Regions from separate parts of the Sus scrofa genome. Here region 1 is linked to region 2. The links are chromatin contacts, called in public promoter capture Hi-C maps. All regions are on one chromosome and are shown on one strand. Each heading gives the region's core, a stretch centred on a gene start, on an enhancer-like site or on the middle of the called end of the contact. The rest is flanking DNA. Distances are from core to core; before and after follow the strand shown. Region 1 holds the start of DALRD3 (DALR anticodon-binding domain-containing protein 3). Region 2 holds the start of IP6K2 (inositol hexakisphosphate kinase 2).

What was found. Promoter capture Hi-C pulls out the DNA fragments that hold promoters and counts their contacts.
Region 1: a contact with region 2 is called in a promoter capture Hi-C map of fetal liver, with 2.9 times the contacts expected there. The contact joins the promoter of DALRD3 here to the promoter of IP6K2 in region 2. A contact is called at or near these places in 1 of 5 promoter capture datasets (fetal liver) and 1 of 2 datasets of contacts at active chromatin or transcription factors (alveolar macrophages).

Annotation. Positions count from the first base shown.
Region 1 is chr13:31,654,315-31,658,416 of Sscrofa11.1, reverse strand. It overlaps DALRD3 (DALR anticodon-binding domain-containing protein 3), which reads left to right and starts at 2,111. Exons shown (of 14, transcript XM_021070653.1): 1 at 2,111-2,315; 2 at 3,028-3,101. The coding sequence starts at 3,047. NDUFAF3 (NADH:ubiquinone oxidoreductase complex assembly factor 3) reads right to left here and starts at 1,476. Exons shown (of 5, transcript NM_001243606.1): 1 at 1,371-1,476; 2 at 1,091-1,283; 3 at 857-923; 4 at 662-762; 5 at 330-577. The coding sequence starts at 1,447. The coding sequence ends at 458. It overlaps MIR425 (microRNA 425), which reads left to right and starts at 3,344; the gene lies at 3,344-3,423. MIR191 (microRNA 191) reads left to right here and starts at 2,854; the gene lies at 2,854-2,933.
Region 2 is chr13:31,404,786-31,408,719 of Sscrofa11.1, reverse strand. It overlaps IP6K2 (inositol hexakisphosphate kinase 2), which reads left to right and starts at 1,731. Exons shown (of 6, transcript XM_021070643.1): 1 at 1,731-1,874.

The DNA.
Region 1 (4,102 bases), core at 862-3,361, 250 kb before region 2:
CTCTGACTGTAGCTGCTAAGAAAGGGTCACAGAACAGGCCATGAGGCTATAGACTGGCATCCACAGGGCCTCCTGCTAGCCCAAAGCTTGGCCACAGGGGATCAGGCTGAGACCCCACATACATGTTCTCTAACTTGAATCTCTAAAGGGCCTTGTGGAGAAAGCACTGAAGTCCCCTCAAATCTGCATGTGAGCAAAGAGATGTACAGTTTATAACAGACACCTATACAGCTTCCTCGCCTCTTGAGTATCCCCTTGATTTTTTCACAACCCCCTCCATGAACCCACGGAGCCAGCAGCTCCTGTCCAGCAATACACCTAGTACAAAATTGTGAGAAGTAGATTAAATTATTAATTTGCTGGCTAGAAAGACAAGTTGTTACAGTGCCAAAGGGGAGGAGCTAGTAAAAACTGGAAACCCCTGCACTCAGCAAAGGGTGGCAAGGTTCCTGGTGGTTCATTTTTTTGAGACTTGGGCCAAAGATGTGAGAGCAGCCCCTCCAGGTGGGGGAATGAGAGCAGCTCCTGTCACCCGGCCTTCATGACACAGGAAGTTGAAAGTGGCACAGGCATTGGGCTGCAAAGAGAAAGCCAGCATCAGCTGGGCTAGGGCCAAGGCCAGGCCTGGGCTCGCCTCAGCATTCCCGAGTACCAGACATACTGTGTCCTGCACTTCCACAGCGATGCCCCGCTGCCTCATGGCTCGCAGCACCTGGGGCTGCAGCCGCTCAGTCCGGTCTCCAGTGCCCACCACAACAATCTCTAGGGAAAGATGAGCATAGCAAGGCTGCAACGAGGTCTATCGAGAGGGTGGGTTTCCGGGGCTCATCACCTCAGCCTTCCCTTCCTCCAGTACCTATTCGGGGCTCCAGCATCCAAAAGAGAGAGAAGCTTCCTTCGGTGATGTCCTGGTGGGAACCTACCTGTGTGGGAAGGAGACAAGTTAATTACAAGTCTATGGAGGTTTCCCCACCGACCCTCTACCTGCTCCAAAGCGGGGCAAAAGAAAAGCCAAGTTTGCCAAGGACGGAGTCAGGAAGGCAGGCCTGACTCTGGTCCTCGGGTTTCCTTATTGCAGGGAAGGGCTCACGTTCCACTGCACCACCGAGTGCGGAAGCAGCGCGCAGGGCCCAAGCACGCGATTTCCATTGACCACGAAGCCGCGGCTGCTGTAGCTGTCGATGTACATCGCCTGCGGGGACTCGCGCTGCAGCAGAGATATTCGCGTCCGCTGATACAGCTCATCATCCGTCGGCGTGAGCCGATGCCCACGCCCTGGGGCCCTGCGGAGGGGTATGGTCGGGGTCTAAGGGGCTGGGAGTCGCTGGCTGTGGGGGGCAGGTGGTCAGGGACGGTGGGTCCGGCCTCACCAGGACAGCTGCGCGAGCGGCCAGCGAAGGATGTGTCGCGCTCGATACAAGCTCCGAAGCACGAACACCGCTGCCATGGCGGATCAGCGCACAGGGAGACCGGCGCAGGGTCAGCGGGGTCGTGGCGTCACCCAGCCCGGAGCAACGACAGCGCCCCCAGCGTCGCGGAGGGCACCGCGCAGCTCTGCCGGCCCCGGGCTGGAGACGGGAGGGAGCCGACCAGGGGCTTAGGTCCCAGCAGGGCGGGTCTCCCGGTGCGGCTCCAGTGTCTGCAGCTGCCGTCCGCCCCGCCCCAGGCCCCCGCAGGCCGTTCTGGGGGAGCCGGACACCTGGTGGCGTGACAGGCCTCAGCACAGTCTGAGCCCCAGCCGCGGCCGGGCCCCCGGCTCTTAGCCATTAAGCCGGGCTCTTGGGACCCGGGGAGGGGCGGCCTAGCACCTGTTCGAGTCCCGCACACCTGGCCAGGGCGTGGTGCCAGCCTCCAAATTTCTAATCCCGGCTTCGCGGAGTCGGATTCCGAGGGCGGTGCGGGCAGCTCAGGTTTCCCCCTCTCGCCCTCCGAGTTCAGCCCCTCCCAACCGTTCACCCGCGCGACCGTTGGCAACGCCGCGGCGTTTCACACCAGGCGTCGTTGCGCTTGGATTGGCTTCTCTGGAGGGCGAGGGGGCGTGGCTGAGTGGTTTCGCCTTAAAATGGCTCCAACTCTGCGGCTAGAACAAGCGGAAGAGGACGCGACGTCAGGCTGGTCGTTGCTGCTCCTGGGTCGGACCGGGCCGAAACGGACCAGACATTGAACTATACAGCGGCCGGAGTATCGCCCTATTCTTGTTCACCTCGCTCTGCGTCCAGAGAATCCCTCCCCCGCGTCTTGAGCCGAATCAGAAGGCCTACTGGTGCCAGAGTCGCTGGCGCCCGCGCAGGTTCCGACATCTCGGCGCGCCTACTGTATGGTGGCCTCCGGGGAAACATTGCTGCGTCTGCCGCCCGCGGGGCCAGGCTGGCGGGGGGGTTTCGAACAACCGAGGACGTTCTCAGTAGATCTCCGGGGGTCCCGTCGCTGCCTTGAGGGCTCATTGGGCTTCTCGCACTCCCGACACTGGCAGCGTCACCAGACAAAGGGCCCGGGTGCGGGGGTGTCCCAGGGGAGGGTTTACTTCCTCTCCGAGGCCCCACGGGCGCGCTTCCCTCTTGGCTGATCCTGAAGCCCGCCCCGCCACCGCCAGTGTAGTGGCCCTGACTGCATGGGACCAACAGGATTAATCCTACCCCGTGGATCTAATCCAGATTGGGACCCAGTCCCGGGGGGGGGGGTCCCCACCACACCTATTGTTTTGGGGCCCAGGTGAGCGAGCGGCTCGTTCCTACCGCACTTGATTTCACCACCTTCTCTTGGCTCCCTCTCCTGGGACTGGGAATGTAGGAAGTTTGATCTGGCACCAAGGCAAGAGATTACCCCTCTCAACCTCCCACTCCCCACGGCTGGACAGCGGGCAACGGAATCCCAAAAGCAGCTGTTGTCTCCAGAGCATTCCAGCTGCACTTGGATTTCGTTCCCTGCTCTCTTGCCTGAGCAGCGTTCTGGCCCAGATTCGGTGGGCTAGCCCCTGATCCCCAGACATACTTTATCGGGCCACTCTGATTTCTGTCCCTCTCTCAGGTGCGCCCTCAGGCTGGAAATGACAGGCGTAGACGTCGGGGAGCCCAGGCTGTGGCCATCTCTTGGATCCCAAGGTAGCACTGGCAAGGGAGGGAGGACACAGGGACTTCTGATTGGGCTGCAATGGTGGTCTGCAATGGTGGTGAGTCCCCCAGGGCCACCCCAGCCCACAGCTGACTAAAGATAGCCCTTCACTTCCTGGGGTAAAGCCACTGTAAGTGTCCTCATGCACCAAGAGTAGCTGAAGACCCCAGCTCAGCCTCTGGCCCCCAATCCTATTAGCAGCTGACCCTAGGTTGTGCACCTGCGGCATGGAAAGTGCTTTGGAATGACACGATCACTCCCGTTGAGTGGGCACCCAAGTAGCCATCGGGAATGTCGTGTCCGCCCAGTGCTCTTTCGGAGCCTCCCTGCAGGGCCTTGCAACCCTGGCCCAGAAAGGGACCTTGCCAAGCTTTTCCTGCTCCTAGAATCCTCTCTCTTCTGAGTTCTGGGCACTCTCACTTCTCCAGGGCAGAGATTATGGATGTTCTGCTGCATCAAGTTCAATCCCTAGTAAAAAAAAAAGAGAGAAAGAGGGGGATTTCCCTGGTGGCCCAGTGATTAAGGATTTGGTGTCATTACTGCTGTGGTTGGGGTTTAGTCCCTGGCCTGGGAATTTCCACATGCCAAGGTTGCAGCTACAAAAAGGAGAGAGAAAAGGGGGTTTAAGTTACTAGAAATGGAGACATTCTGGAGCCTTCCTGGGACAGAGGAAAGAGGTTTATCACTGGTAGAGGGACAAGAGCTGTTCTTAAGCTGGGACTTCTTATGGTCACATTGTTTAGTTGAGCCACAAAGGCTGGTTGCCTTAACCAGGAAGTGGGAGGATCCCTGTTAAAGTATACTAGGTTAAAGGAGAAACTTGAAAAGCTGGCAGTTCTGGAAGCCATCATGGTGGTTCTAATTCCTCAAAATTCAAGGGGAGAAAACCAGCAGTTCTAGCGGACTGGGATTTACTGGGAATAAAGACAACTCACATCTCAAAAGGAATGCTTGCAAATAACCTTAAGTTGCAGAACATAAATTCTCTTAA
Region 2 (3,934 bases), core at 482-2,981:
AGAGAACAGGAACAGGTAAAATCCCAGTGGGTGTCAGCGGGGCCTTCTGAACATAACCAGGCTAGCCTCAATCTTGGGCCCTCTCATCCTGTTCCAACCTTCCACTGAGCCATTTTATTTTTTTTTCCATAGCATTTATCACTTGGCATCAAGTATTTGTGCAGCTTAGTAAAGGGCTTGCGGTACTCAGGAGACATCCATGAGCAAAACAGAGAGATTTCCACCTGAGCTGTGCAGAGTATGACATGTGGGAAGCTCTAGGAGGCTGGTAGGGCGGGGTGTGTGTGCTGGAGGCAAACAAAGGGGGTGCAAGGGCAGCAGCAAGAGACCAGGACGTGGATGTGATATTGTCCTGGGGAGAGATGGTGGGGACTTGAACTAGATGGAAGAAGCCATCAACCTGGCAGGAAATGGTCTCATTCTGGATAGATGATGCAATGGAAGCAACTGAAGCACTGAATGTAAGTGGGAAAGAAAGTCAAGAGGTATTTTAAGGTGTTTGGCCTGAATAGTAGGAAGGACTGAGCTGCCATCGCTTGAGCTGGGGGAGGTGGGATGGAGTGAGTTTGGGGGATGAGCCAGAGCTAGGGTGGCACAAGTTGAGTTTGAGATGCCAAGTGGAAGTCAGAGTGCAGGTGCCTAGTCAACTCAACAGTTGGACATTGAGTCTGGCACTCAGGAAAGGTCTGATTGGACATATACCTTTGGGAGTAATTGACATATAGATGAAATTTGAAGCCATGAACCTGGGAAAGACTATGAGAAATAGTGTAGACAGAGAAAAGTTAAAGAGGAGGAACCAGTGAGGTCAGAGGAAACCAGAAGGACATGGAGCCCTGGATGCCACACAGGGATGGTGCTTCCAAAACAAGGGAGATCAGCTGGTCACAGAAATCTTTCCCGTCTATCCTCATAAGGGCAAAACTATTTGTTTTTTGGTTTTGGTTTTGTTTTTCCTGCTTTTGTTCCCTGCTATCTTTCTAGCATGGAGCGCAGGTGCTTCATAAATACTTGTTGAATGAATGAGTATATTTCGGCAAACCCCCAGCACACAGAGAACAGGTAGGATGCTCTAACCACTCTCAGTAGCATCTCCGCTTTCTCTTTCCTTTGGCAGCCACATTAACATTCACTCTGGGAGCCCTCCTGGCCAACATAGGGCCGAGGACAAAGGAACTCCAGACAAGCCCTGCAGTGTGGATCTTGGTAGGACCTGGATTGGGCACTGGGTAACCCACCAGTCCACAAAGGGTTGTACAGCCATTCCTCTGTCCACCTCTCTATATCTAGTCATTTGTCCATCCATCTACACCTAGTCATCTGTCTACCTGTGCATATAACCGCCAATGTATCCACCGTCTACAGTCACTCTTTTGTCCGTCTTCCTGTCCATCCACATCCAGTCCTTTATCCATCTATTTGCTAGGGTGACCAACTTTCCAGTTGATGCAGACTCTCTCAATGTTAGCGTTGAAATTCCTGCATCCCAGAAAGTCCCTCGTACCCAGGAAAAACGGTACAAGTGGCTGATCCATCAGTACCCCTAGCATCCTGCATTGCACTGATCAACTGGAAACCCATTTGTCCACCCAACCTGACCTCCTTGACCACCTTCTCCCTCAGAGGCAGAAAAGGCTCCACCCCCTGACCCCGCCCATGCCCCGCCCCTTCCGGAAGCCACTGCAACGAATCCTGGCGCCCTAGCAACAGCGCTTTTTGGGCCGCCCAGTCCGCGAGCTGGGCTCTTGGTGCGAGCCAATAGTGAGGGGCTCCGGGAGTGAGGCCCGGGGGGCGGGGCTCGGCGCGACGGCAGCCATCTTGGTGGGAGAGAAACAATAGGACGGAAGCGTCGCTGGACCGGGCTGAGGCGGCAGGTAACGTCCGCTTTGCCGGGCCTGTGGCTCTGCCGCCCCGGGGGTTTTGGAGGGGGTTTTCTCTGGGCCGTTGGGAAGCGAGGTCGTTGGTCGTTAGGGGTGTCCTCGGCTTATTTGAGAGGGGTTCTTACATGATTTGGGGGGGCGAGAGATCTCAGGGTCCTTTTGGGACCAGATTTCCCTGGGTCATTTGAGTGAGGCATTATTTCTTCACGTTACTGGAGAGAGAATATCTCCCCTGGTTTTGAAGGGCAGACTCATCCCTGGTCATTGGGGGGTCTCCCAGATATTTGGGAGGTGCAGGATCTCTCCCGGTCATTGAAGTCTGCAGCCTTTGCTGGAGGGCAAGATCTGGATCATTACAGTGCCTCCCCAGGACTTTGGTGTCCACGACTCCCGGGTTATTGAGGGGAGCCTCCTTGAGTCTTTGGCATAGAATTCAGCTCAGTACCTCAGGTACGGTTACCTGCAGCCGGCAGAAGTGCAGCCATTTTGGGTATTGAATGCCAGTTCGATTTGTCAGTGGGTGTCTCGTGGGGAAATCTGCACACCTAACCTTCTTATCCCCCAAAGTCCTAAAATGGATCCGAGGACGTCGTCTTTATAGAGATAAGCTTCGCTATGGGTGGAGCTTTCATTTCTTTCACATTGGATTACAGACTGCTTTTTATCTTGCATCCCAATGATTTGTTTCATTTTGGGCTTTTATTCAGTTTCATGTATTAGAGCTAAATTGCAGGAAAATTAGTCCAAATGTTGTGGAAGGAAAATGTAGAAACCAGTAAAATCTAGTGCTCTTAAATACCAGAGGAAATAGAACTAAACACTGCTTGGAATAAAACATTTTGGTAGCAAAATGTGCACGGAGCAAGAATAAGATAAAATCATCTGAAAGAATAGTTTTAAGGAAAAGTACTAAAACTTTTGAAGTATTTGCATTTTTAGCAGGGTAACGTTTTAAGTGAACTAAGATGCTTATTTACAAAGGTCGCTGCAGTGGAGTTTGTGTAATTGCATTCTGCAACCAGGTGTTAAGTATTTAAAGAGAAGTTTCAGGGTGGGGTTATTATTGTTTTAACTTTAACCACCACCAGAATTAAAACTGAGCAAAATAAGTACTTTTATCGGATTGACATAATAGGCCAGTTGATTGCTTAGTAACTTTTTCTGGAGGAAAAAAGTCAGTTGAAGGGTTAACTGTTGCTGTAGTTGGTTTACCTGCTTTGTGACTTTAGAGTGGAATTAACAGGAATTGTTAGAAATCAGGTGAATGAAAACCAGGACTAGAGTTGATATAATTTAAAGACCAGTTTAGCAGACATAATAGATTTCTACTTCACAGGTGACAGACAAGTGCGTGGTAAACCAGCCCCATATCTGTCTGAGCAGTGGAATGTGTGAGGAAAGCACCACTGCTGACCGATGAACCTTAGCCAGTCTTCCTTGCAGAGGGGTGCAAGGGGTGCCAGAGCCTTCTCTAAGCATGGGAGATGTCACTGGTATCTAGGCAACAGGGATGAGACTGAGCCTCCCTGAGGCCAGCTTGTTGAGGTGAAAATTGTCCATTGTTTGGCTCATAAAGAGGATGCACTGGGAAGAACTTTTCTTTTAAGTGAAGTTATTTTGCCTAGTGGGATAATCACCTTAAACAAATAGAACACATTTTTGTATAGGAGATGATTGCTTTCATGCAATTACATTTTTAAAGCTTTTTTTTTTTAATTAATTCTATTTTTGCCTGTTTGCATGCTAAGTAATAAAAGTAACCAAGTAGGAGTTCTTGTTGTGGCTCAATGGTAACCAACTCAACTAGTATCCATGAAGATGTGGGTTCGATCCCTGGCCTTACTCGGTAGTTTAAGGATGCAATGTCGACTTTGAGCTGGGGTGTAGGTCACAGTTGAGGCTCGGATCCTAAATTGCTGTGGCTATGGCTGTGGCCGGCAGCTACAGCTCTAATTAGACCCCTAGCTTGGGAACCTCCATATGCCGTGGGTATGGCCCTAAAAAGACCAAAAAAAAAAGAAAGTAACAAGTAGCACTAGTGTTTTACAGTATAT